3 separate regions of the Sus scrofa genome follow, and regions 1 and 3 are each linked to region 2. The links are chromatin contacts, called in public Hi-C maps. All regions are on one chromosome and are shown on one strand. Each heading gives the region's core, a stretch centred on a gene start, on an enhancer-like site or on the middle of the called end of the contact. The rest is flanking DNA. Distances are from core to core; before and after follow the strand shown.

What was found. Hi-C and Micro-C count contacts between places; a contact is called where the count stands out from the background.
Region 1: a Hi-C map of omental adipose tissue shows a contact between it and region 2, with 1.6 times the contacts expected there. The contact joins two enhancer-like sites. A contact is called at or near these places in 13 of 47 Hi-C or Micro-C datasets (brain, embryonic fibroblasts, epiblast stem cells and 9 more) and 1 of 2 datasets of contacts at active chromatin or transcription factors (skeletal muscle).
Region 3: a Hi-C map of epiblast stem cells shows a contact between it and region 2, with 2.0 times the contacts expected there. The contact joins two enhancer-like sites. A contact is called at or near these places in 2 of 5 promoter capture datasets (fetal liver and liver), 26 of 47 Hi-C or Micro-C datasets (alveolar macrophages, blood, brain and 14 more) and 2 of 2 datasets of contacts at active chromatin or transcription factors (alveolar macrophages and skeletal muscle).

What each region holds. Positions count from the first base shown.
Region 1 is chr10:53,680,087-53,684,431 of Sscrofa11.1, reverse strand. All of the region lies in intron 2 of NEBL (nebulette), which reads right to left. Among named protein-coding and RNA genes, the nearest start is that of C10H10orf113, 34 kb to the right of the region's middle. Within about 2 kb of position 2,796, at least 5 of the 83 cell types and tissues checked have an H3K27ac peak or open chromatin away from gene starts, as enhancers often do. A contact at or near this core is called in liver and omental adipose tissue, where this site is marked.
Region 2 is chr10:53,350,179-53,354,340 of Sscrofa11.1, reverse strand. No RefSeq gene overlaps it. Among named protein-coding and RNA genes, the nearest start is that of SKIDA1, 22 kb to the right of the region's middle. Within about 2 kb of position 2,605, at least 52 of the 83 cell types and tissues checked have an H3K27ac peak or open chromatin away from gene starts, as enhancers often do. A contact at or near this core is called in epiblast stem cells, fetal liver, liver and 2 more, where this site is marked.
Region 3 is chr10:53,067,666-53,071,764 of Sscrofa11.1, reverse strand. No RefSeq gene overlaps it. Among named protein-coding and RNA genes, the nearest start is that of DNAJC1, 210 kb to the right of the region's middle. Within about 2 kb of position 1,839, at least 19 of the 83 cell types and tissues checked have an H3K27ac peak or open chromatin away from gene starts, as enhancers often do. A contact at or near this core is called in epiblast stem cells, fetal liver and undifferentiated spermatogonia, where this site is marked.

The DNA of each region.
Region 1 (4,345 bases), core at 1,547-4,046, 330 kb before region 2:
GACTGCCTGCAGAGGGTAACCTTTATTTTCTTTAAACCCGAGCTTCAGTAGTTGTCCACTAAGTCATGTCGCCTGAATGACATAGGTTTTACTCAGCCTAGGGCATCATCTGCTTAAATCACCAGCCCACTTAAATAGAAGCATCCTAAGAAAATACCTGCAAATCATTTATCTGACAAGGGGTTGGTATCCAGAATAACACAGAACTTCAACAACAAAATAACAAGAAACCCAATTTAAAAATGAGCAAAGGACTCAAACGGACATTTCTCAGGATGAAATCTACAAATGGCCACTAAGCACATGAACGGATGCTCAATATCGCTAATCATTAGAGAAATGCAAACGAAAACCACAATAAGATACCACTCCCCACACATTAGGGTGGCTGTTATAAAAAGTAATAATAATACTAACAAGTGTTGGCAAGGATGTGGAGAAACTGGAATTCTTATGATTTGCTGATGGGAGTATAACATGGTGCTGTGGAAAAAATGAAACATGGAATTACCATATGACCTAGCAATCCCAATTCTGGGTATAAACCTAAAAGAACTGAAAGCAGGGACGCCAACAGATATTTGTACATCCACGTTCATAGCATCATTATCTACAATACCCAGAAGGTGGAAACAACTCAAGTGCCCACTGATGGGTGAATAAATAAACAAAATGTGGTATATACAATCCATGGGATACTATCCAGCCTTTAAAAGGAAGGATATCTGACACATGCCAAAACATAGATGAATCTTGAAAACATTATGCTAAGTGATTTAAGCCAGTCACAAAAGGACAAATATTATATTTCACATACATGAGGCACCTAGAGTGATCAATTCGAGGAGACGGAAAGTAGAACAGTGGTTGCCGATGGCCAGGCAGAGAGGAGGAGCAGGAGTTTAATGGGTACACGGTTTCTGTTTGAGAAGATTATAAAGTTCTACAGACGGATGGTGGTGCTGACTGCACCGCAATGTGAACATATTTAACGCACAGAACTGTACACTTAAAATGATGAAATAGTAAATGTTATTACTTTATCACAACAAAAAATGATGTATTCAAACAAAAGCCACCCAAACCCAAAATGGTAACACACATTACAAGTTTTAAATGAAGATTGTTAAGAGTCCACCTGACTTTTTGTTCTAAACAGTACAGAAAAATCATGCTTCATCTACCTTTCTTTCTTTAAAAAAGGGGGGGGTGGATAAAAGCTTCCTCCTTTACTCATTTCCTTCATATTTGCTGCACAGTAAGTGACGTTTCAAATTGCTCTTGATAATAAAAATAAAACCACTGTCATGTTCGTAGTTAGAATTCAGCTGATGTTCTGCTGGTTCCATTCACCTCCTTTGTCTTCTGTGCCCACTTCCATCTGATTCATGAATCCCTCCCACCCATACACCCAGAAGGTGGGAAGAAATCTGTCTCCTCTGGGATTTTGCCTCTTAGACACAAGAGGACTGACAAACCTTTTAGCAGCCCACTCTATGGGCTCCCCAACACCATTCATGACCCCAAGAAAGTGCTTTAGCTCTTCGGAAAACAATACTACACACAGGCAAAATACCAAGTAAAATGAATACTGCAGAGTCAAGGTCATGCTGGAGACACTGAGAGACTGACTCTAGAACACTGGCTATCAACCTAGTTACCATTCTGGAAACCAGGAGTGGAAAGGAGGGCAGATATAGAAAATGTGTTCCATGGGTGGGGAAAAAAAGACAAGTAATGGGAAAAGCAGCAATGAAGGCTGGAAGCTTATCTCACATTTTGCATCTAAAAGTAGACCTAAAAATGAACACAGCAGCGTAAGCAGAAATATATTCTTGTCTTAATGATAGAAGAATGGGCAAGGATGAAGTAGGTTTCTGCATAGCCTGAAAAATCTTAACATGGTGTGTTACAAAGTGTTTAACAGCAACTAAAATGTATTGATTTTTAAAAAATAACAAGTCTTCCGAATTACAATGAACACTTTCACAATCAGAAAAGCAAATCCTCTAAATAAAAAAAAGAAAAGATCACAGAGCATAGTAAATGTTTCCCTTCCTGAATACAGTTGTTTTTATTGCCTATGCTGTTTCGAATTGCCTGTAACACTGATCATCCTGGACCTTCATTCCTGGTCAACGGACCTGGACGTATTTCTCAAATCCCAACACACACAGCCCCACGCTTCTGTTTTTATAAATGACCTATATACACATATGCAAAGGTATCTCCATCCAGGACATGCTCAGTTGGGCAGGCCTTCAAGAGTTTCCATGGCTTAATACAGAAAAATCGTCTATCTATACTTTGCAACATGCCAGAGGAAGGTTCATCTCCAGATCATTCTCTCTATATCCAGCCAAGGAAAATATACTTGATCTTATTTTTAGGGAAAGAAAAAGACAGAGACAGACACCTGGAGAATGCACTGGAAGAAGCTGCTTAGAGTTCCCACTTGCCGATTAGCCTGGTGCCACTTGGTGGCACTGTTGATTCCAGTTTGCTCCCTGATCCAGGGGATGGGTGTATCATTTGATCCAACCATAATAAGCCTGTGTGGCTCTGGCTCCATGAGGAACTTTATTAAGCCCTGACAGCCTTAATAGAAACATCAGAATGTCTGATTCCTATCACTCCCAAATCTACACGGTAACTTCTAGAGTAAATGCCCTTCTCTTAGAACCTTCTCTTGCTTTTCTGCCTAGAAATCCCACCTTTCCTTCAAGGTGCTTCTCTCAGCCTACCTCTGTGAATGAAAGCTTCCCCGTGAACTCTGGCCAGTGTGTCCCATAGAGCAAGACTATCTGAGACAGTATCCTGGGCACCAGCCATGTGAAGAGACGCGTGGGCTGGGACTGGGAAAGAAAATGAGTTGGTGGAAAGGAAGCAGTACCATCTTGCAGTTTGGCTGTTTTGGTTTTTTTTTTAATACAATATAAAATGCAAGGAAAACACCACTCTGATGGACCTTCATTTATGTGATTTATTCAGTGAAGGCTTTCATTAAGAAATGAAATCACGCATGAAGAACCTGCGTGATTCTATTTAGAAACAGGAAAGGAAGGTTCATGGGGGTTAATTCCTTGCTCGGGGACAGGCAGAGTTAGAATTTGTGGGGTGACACAACAGGAGCTCTAAAAGAGCTCCTGATGCAAACACACAGAGAAGCCTATCAACTGCTACCCCAAATCTAAGGATTGAAGTGGGGCAGCTACCCCCTCAAGAAGGTCTATGGTACCTTCTTCATTCACCCACTTCCCACGCACCCAAACACATGAACATACACATTGAGCTGCACATTCATCCATTTGTTCAACTTTTTTTTCTTCCTTCAAGATTGCCAATGTTGGGAGTTCCCGCCATTGCTCAGCAGTTGGTGAACCTGACTAGCATCCATGAAGATGCAGGTGTGATCCCTGGCCTTGCTCAGGGGGCTAAGGATCCTGCAGTTACTGTGGCTGTGGTGTAGGCTGGTGGCTGCAGTTCTGATTGGACCCCTAACCTTGGAACCTCCATATGCCACAGGTGTAGCCCTAAAAAAGACAAAAAAAGAGAGAGAGAGAGATTGCCAAAGTTGTTAATTTTTTAAAGATTTCAGTCATACAAACATTTGGAGAAGCAATATACACTGAGATACGTGATCATTTTTTTGTTCTCTGAACCCCTCGGGGAGGCTCTGCCTCTGTTCTACATTCATCTTTCCTTTTCTGTATAATAGGGGATGTGACAGAAGTCTTGAACAATGACAAAATAGAATCCTCAGGGGAGGAGCTGAATGTGGGTATTTTATATCAATAATTATTATATTATTGCCTTGAACAACATGTATTACTTTCTTTAGTGATGAGAATGGTATGATATGATGTTGCAGGTGGCTCAGATCATAAATCATCACCAATGAAGGATAAAACACAAGGAGATACTTCTGGTGGCTGTGCTCTTACTATCAGCATTTAGTTTATGATGCATATAAAATATGACTGACTATAAAAGAATGATGCTAATCTTTTAACAAATACCATCACTCATATGTACAATAAAAGAATGTCATCCTTCTAAATGGGTGCTTTAAAACACTATTTATATATTCTTGAGACTGATCAAAACTCTGTGAAAATTCCTCTTTCGATATTGCCTTCATGGTCTGAAACATATACTTTTGATTCTTCACAACTGTGGTAAATGTTCATACTTTGAGGTTGGATTTCATTTTTGGAAAGAACTTGAGACATTTGGAACTAAATCTAGTACTTAAGCTGGAGAAAACTGAATCAAAAATAAGATTCATTCACTGAACTATTCAACAAATACTGCATTGGGCACTATGCAATATGAAGTTAGTTTC
Region 2 (4,162 bases), core at 1,356-3,855:
TTCGCTTGCGGTTTGCAACCCCCAGGGTAGGTGTGACCCCGAGGCACCTGCCGGAGCGAGCATCTCCCGCTGTGGCCCGACCCAGGGCTCGGCTTCTCTGGGGCGGAACCCAGCAGGGCGGGGCCTAGGCTGCGCGCGGGGGCACTGGCAGGTTCCCACTGTGCCCATAAACTTCCCTCCCGCGGCCTTCGCTGCCTCCCCTCCCCCCCACCCCCGCCCTACCGGCTCTGGGACCCAACTTGGAGACTCCGGATCCTGGGTGTGCAGGAATCCTGGGACAACCCCAGGGGGGACCCTCTCCAGGGCATGGAAGGAAGAGCGGAGGAAAGGAATTTATTGCAGATGGCACCGGAACCAGAGTTGGCTTGTTTGTGCCCCGCTCGGGGCTCGTAGGTTTTCCCCAAGAATCTCGAGTTCGCTGAGGTTACTTATACCCGAGAAACGATGAGTTTACACGCACAGGCACGTTTAGTTAAAAAAAAAGAAAGAAAATCTGCTCTTCGATACTCTACAGGTTCCTTGCTTTCACCAAATAAACAAAGCATCGGAGCCAGAGTAAGCTGAACCTGGAGATAAAGAAGGAGGGGTTTCCTACGGGGCCCCAGCGCCTTTCCGTCCCCTTGCACCCGCACCTTCCCAAGAGTCTGCAAGTTGTGGGCGTCAAATGCTATTCCCGTACCGGCCAGTCTCATCCTGAACATTTGGAGTAGAAAGACCCATGGACAAGTCAACAACCCTTGGCGACCCTTTCCCGCTGGCCTTCTGCTTTTAATAAACGAAAATAAAAGTTTGCTCTTCAGTTAAAGAAACGCTGTTTTGGTCTTTACGCCCGGACGCGTGACTTACGCATCCTTTTATACCAGCAGGGAGTTATCAATTGTGGTTGTCGAAATCGATACCGGGGCATCCACGGACGAAGACCTGCAGGTAGTGAGACCAAGGGATCAGGGAAAGAGTAGCAGGAACCAGCAGACTCCGACAGTTCGGGGTGGCCAGGCCAGCTTCTCGCGCGAGGCTTGCGGCGGGTGGAAGCACTGCTGCGGAAGAGCCGAACGCGCGGGTGGGAAACGAGGCCGGTTCCACCTTAAGAGCCGGTGCGGCGCGGCGGCTGCGGAGGCGCACGGCACCTGCAGGAGGCGCTGCTGCCCCGCTGTTCCGTCCGCGTCGCGGTGCGCCGCCGGCCTTGCAGCTCCCGGGCCGCAGTCCCCGGAGGGGGTGGGGACGCTGGGGGAGGAAGGGAGCGAGTGCAGCCGTTAGGTAAGGAACCCGAGCCCTCCGGATTTTGAAGCGGCCTCGGTGAGGCGTTTGCTGTAGGGAGCTTTCCGTCATTCGGCCGCGAGAGGAAATGTGGCGAGGCACCCTCCCCTGCCCCCACCGCCTGCCTTCCTGCCTCCCTCCACCTCTGCTCCCCGACCCCGACCGTGCTTCCCAGACCCTTTGTTCTCGAGGTTGGAAGCTGCTGGGTGGGGGTTCCCCGGGGAAGAGGGGCCCTTGCGCCACTCGGATGGGAAGGGAAGGGACTCTCGCCTCGCCCCCCACCCCGCCCTCTTAAGCCGAGCCCGCCTGGCCCCACAGCCTCTTCTCCGCGTCTCAGTGCCTCCTTTCCGACCCTGATTCCCCCAGCTCCGGCTCCCAGGCCTTCGCCTTCTGTTTACCCGCCTCCCCTCCCACTTCTCGCCACTCCGAGGTCTCCGGGACGAGGGTGGGAGAGGCAGACGGGAGGGGTGGGAGAAACCGTGTCGCCTCCGCAGCGCGGAGAACCCCCAGGGATCCTTTCAGGATGTGTCCCCTAGGACCCGCCGCAGGGGCAGGGGTTTCCCCGCGTCGCCGCTGGGCGGAGGCTTGACCCAGCCGGGAGGCCGCCCGGCGGCGCCCCCACCGCGCAGCCGGGGACCCACGGGCACAGAACCTATCCCGCCGACGCAGCCAAGAGAGGGCCCCGCGCGGCTCGGCCTCACGGTCCGGACCCCTGCCCCCAGGTGGAGAGAAGGGGACACCGTACTTCGCGCCGAGGGGAGGCGAATTGCAAACAAACGCCCCCTGCTTCCCCCACCCACCCTCTGGGGCGCCACCCGCATCGCCTCTCCGCCGCGCGCGACCCCGAGAGCTCCCGCGATTGTGTCTCCTTGAGTAGTTACAATTGCACGCCGCTGATTCCTTACTCGGGCGAAGCGTCGCGGAGGGGAGCGAGGGCACAGGGATGCGGGGGGAGGGGAGAAGCCGGGCGGGAAAGTGAGCGAAAAGGTAGGGGGACGTGGCTGGGCGGCAGAGCAGCGAAGGGCCTCCCGGAATCCCGAGTCCGAGCCCAAGAGGCAGGACAGCCCAGCAGGCCGGTTCCCTGGCCCGGCAGCCGCAGCCCAACGACCGAGCCCTCCACGTCCTCAGCTCTGGGGATGCGTCTTCGCAGAGCGCTATCCACGCGCCTCCCACGCTCACGACCCTGGAGGGGGCTCCACGTGAGCCCAGGTACAAAATCGGTGTCCCCTCCCCCCGGAAATTGGACGCAGCCTGGGGCCGTCAGCTCGAGGCTGCCTGGAGTCTCCTCAGGCCTCTCGGAGTGGCCCTGGACCTCACTGGCTGATCGAAAGCTGCGCCAGCAGTTCTCAAGGCAGCGGGTTCCCCGGGACACACCCCGTCTCCACCCCCGAGAGCTGGCGGCCAGCTCGGGATGCCAGGCGGCCAGGCGGGCGCCTTGCCAAATTCCGCGTTCCTCTCCAGGAGACAGGGAGCTGCGTCCCAGGCTCGGGAAAGCCCATAGTTTGGGCTTGGGACTCGCTTGCAAAGCCCCCCCAAGGCGCCTGGGACGCCTCTGCAGGTTGAATTCCTGCTCCGTATCACTTCAATTTTAATTAATCTTTTAAAACACCGCTGTCACGTCGCTTGCAGAAAATTAATCAAACCTGAATCCTTGTTGCATAGCAAGAATTTCGATCTGAGTCTTTTAAAAAGGACTTGACTTTGCAAAGTCACGTCTTTTATAGTTCCCTCATTCCCCCTTTAGCAAGGGAAATATTGCAAAAGTCAAGACATGTTTGTTTGGTTCTTTCTATCTTCAAAATGAAATTTTGCTGATTTTTTATCTTTATTTTTTGTCTTTGAACCAAAAAAAAAAAAAAACCCGAGATAAATTGCCTACCTTTGTTAATTCAAAATATAATTACTTTGAATGATCTTTGTTTAAGAGCCCAGATAAACTAAGATAATCTTAATTTTAATGTGACACGACCCCTATTTTTCCTTGTGAATAATGAGAATAAAGCAGTCATTAATTAATACCAAGATATCTCCATAGAAGATGGTATCTGGTCTCATGGAGATGCTGAAACATCAGTTGTATTAGTAATTGATACTGTATAATTGAACATGAAGATAGTCTTCTATTTTTAACCTCAAAGCTCAGAGTTTATTTGGTGATTACTGAATTCCTAATAATTAATTTTTGTTCCTTGCATAAATAATTCTCATGATTCCCAGTTCCCATGCAACAGAGAGGCTTCTCTTTAAAATCTGCCCCTCAAAATATAAGATTGTGAACCTGTATTGTGCAACAATCCTTTCTATTCCATAATTTATAACATATTTGGTCTACTTTTATGTACTCCTGTTACATTTCCCTTTGCTGTAATTAGATGCTGAAAATTAGAATACAGCATAATAACATCTTTAACCACAGTTTTGTCTTTCTGTATTCTATCAGTTAAATTTAATATATAATACTTAAGACTTCCAATCTTTCAAGTTTTTGAGATTTGAGGATAAGGTCCATTGAAGAATCAACATTTTTTGTAATGTGAAGTTGCAATGGACTATACTCCCACCTAACACAGGGCCCACTCTATTTCACACTTTTCTGTGGTTGAGAAGAGATTTTGCTCAAACACATTCTGTTTTTCCAACTTGAACATCAGCTCTCACCGATTTCCTGGATTAAATTCACATTTAACAATTTTGACATTAAAAAAAAAAATCCCCTCCTGAGAAACAGAGAAGTCTTCTAAATAATAATGGAAATTTAGACCCCAGCTTTAAGGCATTTAATCATTTCTTAGCATCAATTCACTGATGATCCTCACTTTTTATCCAGTAGAGGAGGATTATATATTTTCTCTTACACACGCACAAAAGCTCCCTATACATTTCTCCAGCCTGTCTCCCCAAATAA
Region 3 (4,099 bases), core at 590-3,089, 280 kb after region 2:
CTGATCACCTTCATCCATTTTGTCTCCCTCACCCCTTGCCTCTTTTCTGTTAGAGTTTTCTTACTTTTTCTTTTTTGAAATTGATTCCACAAATGAAGTTATGCAGTACTTGTCTTTCTCCATCTGACTTAAGGACCTTCACGGTCCATCCATGTTGTCACAATAGCAGGCTTTCCCTTTTGATAGCTGAATAATATTCCATCATACATCACATGTATATATGTGTCATGTATATACACAGACACACATACTATATACATGTATACCACAACAACTTCGTCCATTCATGGACATGTAGGTTGTTTCCATATCTTGGCTATTGTGAATAATGCTGCTGTGACACACAGGAGGATAGATACCTCTTTGACGTAAGTGTTTTTGTTCTCTTTGTATATGTTCCTAGAAGTGAGATTGCTGGATTGGATGGTAGTTTGATAATAGCCATTCTGACAGGCATGAGGTGAGAGACCTCATTGTGGTTTTGATTTGCATTTCCCTGCTGATTAGTGATGTCGAGCAACTTTTCAAATGAATTTTCATGTAGCTGTTGGCCATTTGTATAATCTTCTTTGGAAAAATGTTGAGGTCCTCTGCCCATTTTTAAATTGGATTATTTGTTTTTTTCTATTTAGTTGTATGAGTTCTTTATGTATTTTGGATGTTTATCCCTTATCAGATATATAATTTGCAAATGTTTTGTCTCATTCTGTAGATTGTCTTTTTCAGTTTGTTGTTGTATCTTTATGGATTGACCCCTTATCATTATCTAATGACCTTCTTTACCTCTTTTTATGATTTCCAGTTTAAAGTGTATTTTGTCGGATATATAAGTATAGCTGCCTCTCCGTGCTTTCTGGTTACTGATGCTTGAACAGTTTCCATCACTCTCAGTTAATTATGTCTTATAGGTAAACATAAGTCTCTTGTAGGCAGTGGTATTGCTGGATTATGTTTGTTTTTTGAATCCATTCAGCCATTCTTTTAATTTTGATGGGAGAATTTATTTATGTTTAAAGTAATTACTGATAGGTATGGACTTGCTGTTGCTATTGTGTTCATTGTTTTCTGGCTGTTTTGTAGACCCACTGTTCCTTGTTCCTTATCCTGCTGTCTTTCACTCTGTATTGATGTCTTGGGGTACAAGTATGCTTTGGTATGCTTTGATTTTTCTATCATGTTCTTTTGTGTAATTACAGATTTATTTTTCTTTTTTTGGAAGTTCTGGGGCCAGGGATCGAATGTGAGCCAGAGCTGTGACCTACACCATGACCCCTGTATCAGGGTCTCTTTGGGTGTAAGCCCGGAGGGGTGGGGGAGGGGTGGTGGTGCTGCTGAGAGCACCGGCTGGGACCGCCGGCTTGTTTCCCTGTCTGTGTGAGGTTTGCTGTCGCCTGGGCTTTCTGGTCAGGTTTATTTATTAGACAGGCAGGACTGGGTACTACACCTGGGCTCTCACCTAGTTTTCCTCCGTGGTCCTTAGCGGCAGTATGGGACCCAGGGTTTGTAAGCTCGTTGTTGGGGGGCCCTAGTTAGGCCAGACTGTGCACTGAATTCCCTGATCAGACAGGGGCCCCTGGTGGCGCTCTGCTGACTCGGCGGCACAGGCTGTGCTCCCTTAGTTAAGTGCCACCGCAGGCAGGGCTCAGGGACGGGCTACACAGCTTCCCATGTGCCCTGGGCAAGGCTCCCTGCGGCTGAGGGCAGGCAGCTGTATTCAGTAGTGGGGGAGGCGGCAAATGAGTTCCCCTGCCCGGGAGGAGTGGGAGGACTGGCTCAGGACAGGTAAGGCTCTTCGTCGTGGTCTGGGCTCAGGCCCACTGGCGCCTTAAGGTCCTTGGCTGAACAGGGCCACTGGATGTGCTCGGCGGATGATCAGCTCTGCCTGCCCAACTCGGCTCCAGCCTTGCCGGCCTGTGCAGCTTTCCAGGCGCGCGGGCCGGTTCTGCCCAGGTGGGCCCGGGCTACACTCAGCCGTGGGCGGGGCTGTGAGTGAGGCCTGGCTTCCCAGGCGCCTCCCGCGGGGCCCGGCCGCGCTCCGGTGGGCGGGGCCCGGGATGGGCTCCCGGCCTGAGCCGCGGGAAGCCGAGCTCCGGCTCCGGCTCCGGCTCCGGCTCCGGCTCCGGCTCCGACGTGCCGCCGCCTTGTCGCTGCGGATGCGCAAAGCTGCTGGCGGGGCTGCCGCCCGGCCTCTGCAGGTAGGAGCTCGGTCGGCCCAGATTTCCCAGCGCTGGTGGCTGGAAGCCCCTCCCCGCCTCCCCCACGGTCCCGGGGGTCGAGGGCCCGCCCGCACGTTCCCCTAAGAACCCTGGCGGCGGGGGGTGGTGAGGGCCCTGGAGTAGGGGTTCCCATGAAGCAGTGCTGGGGTGGGCTCAAGGTCCACTTGGGACCCTGGGCTCTTTCCCACTGCGGGGGAAACGCAGCCCCCCGCCTGGTGCTGTGCGGCCCGGCGGGGGCAGGTGGAGCGCTCCTCTTACCGCCTCCTAAGGCCTGTCTTGGTCTCTGCGGTGCAGGCCGGGCTTCAGCCTCACCCTCGTAGTCTAGGATTTTCTTAGGGGCGTCCTCTCCTAAGTGGGGGCCACTGGCTTGGTGACGTCACTCTCCAGGCCCCCCCCTTCTGGTTGGAGAAGAGGAAGCCCCTGAGGCCAATGGTGCCTTGTGTCAGTTCGTTCCAGGGCCCCTGGGCGCCTTGTGCGTTGGCATCAGTGTGGTTCCATCTTGGAGTTACTTAAACTTGCGCGGGAGTAGACTGCACATCGTGTGGAGCAAACAAACCCCTTTGTGTGCGACTCCAAGGGTCATCCCCATGACAGAGCAGGCCCTGCAAACTGCCGCAGCACAGACAGCAGGCAAACAATCTCAGTGGAGATAAAAGGAAGATAAATTCCAGGTGAGAATTACAGCACTCGGTGAGGCCGTATTCATCCTTGGGAAAGGTGAAATTCTGGTTGTTTATAGTTAACTTTAACCAGAGGCCTCTCAGGGACAGAGAAAGCCAAGTCTGCCAGGTGGCACTGGGTCTCAGCCTGCATCAGGATCACTTGTGGGCCTTGCAAGTGGTCAGCCTTTAGCCCAGACTTAATTGAACCAGAACATGCTGAGCTGTGTAACTGGCTCCTCAGTAATTAAGCACTGTATAAACAAGGAACACTGGTCTAGGCTTTTAACTTTCTTAAAGAGCGAAATTTAGGTTCCTGAGGTGACTTCCTTTTTGATGGGAAAATAATTATCTGATTCTGGAAAGTCTTGTCTCTCCCAAGGCTGAGGACTAGCCTTCCTCCAGAAGGACAGGCTTCCTCAGTTTTCACTCTCACCTAGTTGTGTACTCACGCAGAACACTACCTGGCCGTGCACCTTTTTTTTCTTCTTTTTTCCTTTTTTTGGTCTTTGCTAGGGCTGAACCCGAGGCATATGGAAGTTCCCAGGCCAGGGGTCTAATCGGAGCTGCAGCTGCCCGCCTACGCCAGAGCCACACAACGCGGGATCCAACCTCACAGCTCAGGGCAACGCCAGATCCTTAACCCACTGAGCGAGGCACGGATTGAACCCGCAACCTCATGGCTCCTAATCGGATTCGTTAACCACTGAGCCACAACAGGAACTCCACCTTTTCATTTCTTAAACGTGTCATTTGTCTTACTGGGCAGCGTCCTGGTGCGACGCCGTAGGCTTTGGTCGCTTTTCTTACTCACCTGAGGTGCTGGGCAGCCTCATCACCCGCCATGAGGGGCAGCTGGGCTGCTGCTCTGTGGGTCCCTGCGGTTGAGCTTTGCTCGGACAAGTTTCTGAGCAGCTGCTGCTCGTTGCCCAGCACAGGCCTTGAGAAGGGGGGGCTCTGCATGGACATGGGGGGCCGGGGCTGCTTCCTGTCTGGATTTCGGTGCAGAAGGGCCATGGGGGTGTGCTCAGCTGTGGTGCAGCAGGCCCTGGGTGCAGGTGCTGAGAAAACAAGTCACCAGGGTGTTTTCTTAAGCTCTCCATCCACCACGCAGAAGACAGGACGGTTGCTATACCTGGGTGCTCCCCCAGGGTGGCGGCAGAGGCCCTTGGCATTGGAGGCAGAGGTGCCTTACAAAGAAATGTGATTTTGCTTTTCACAGTA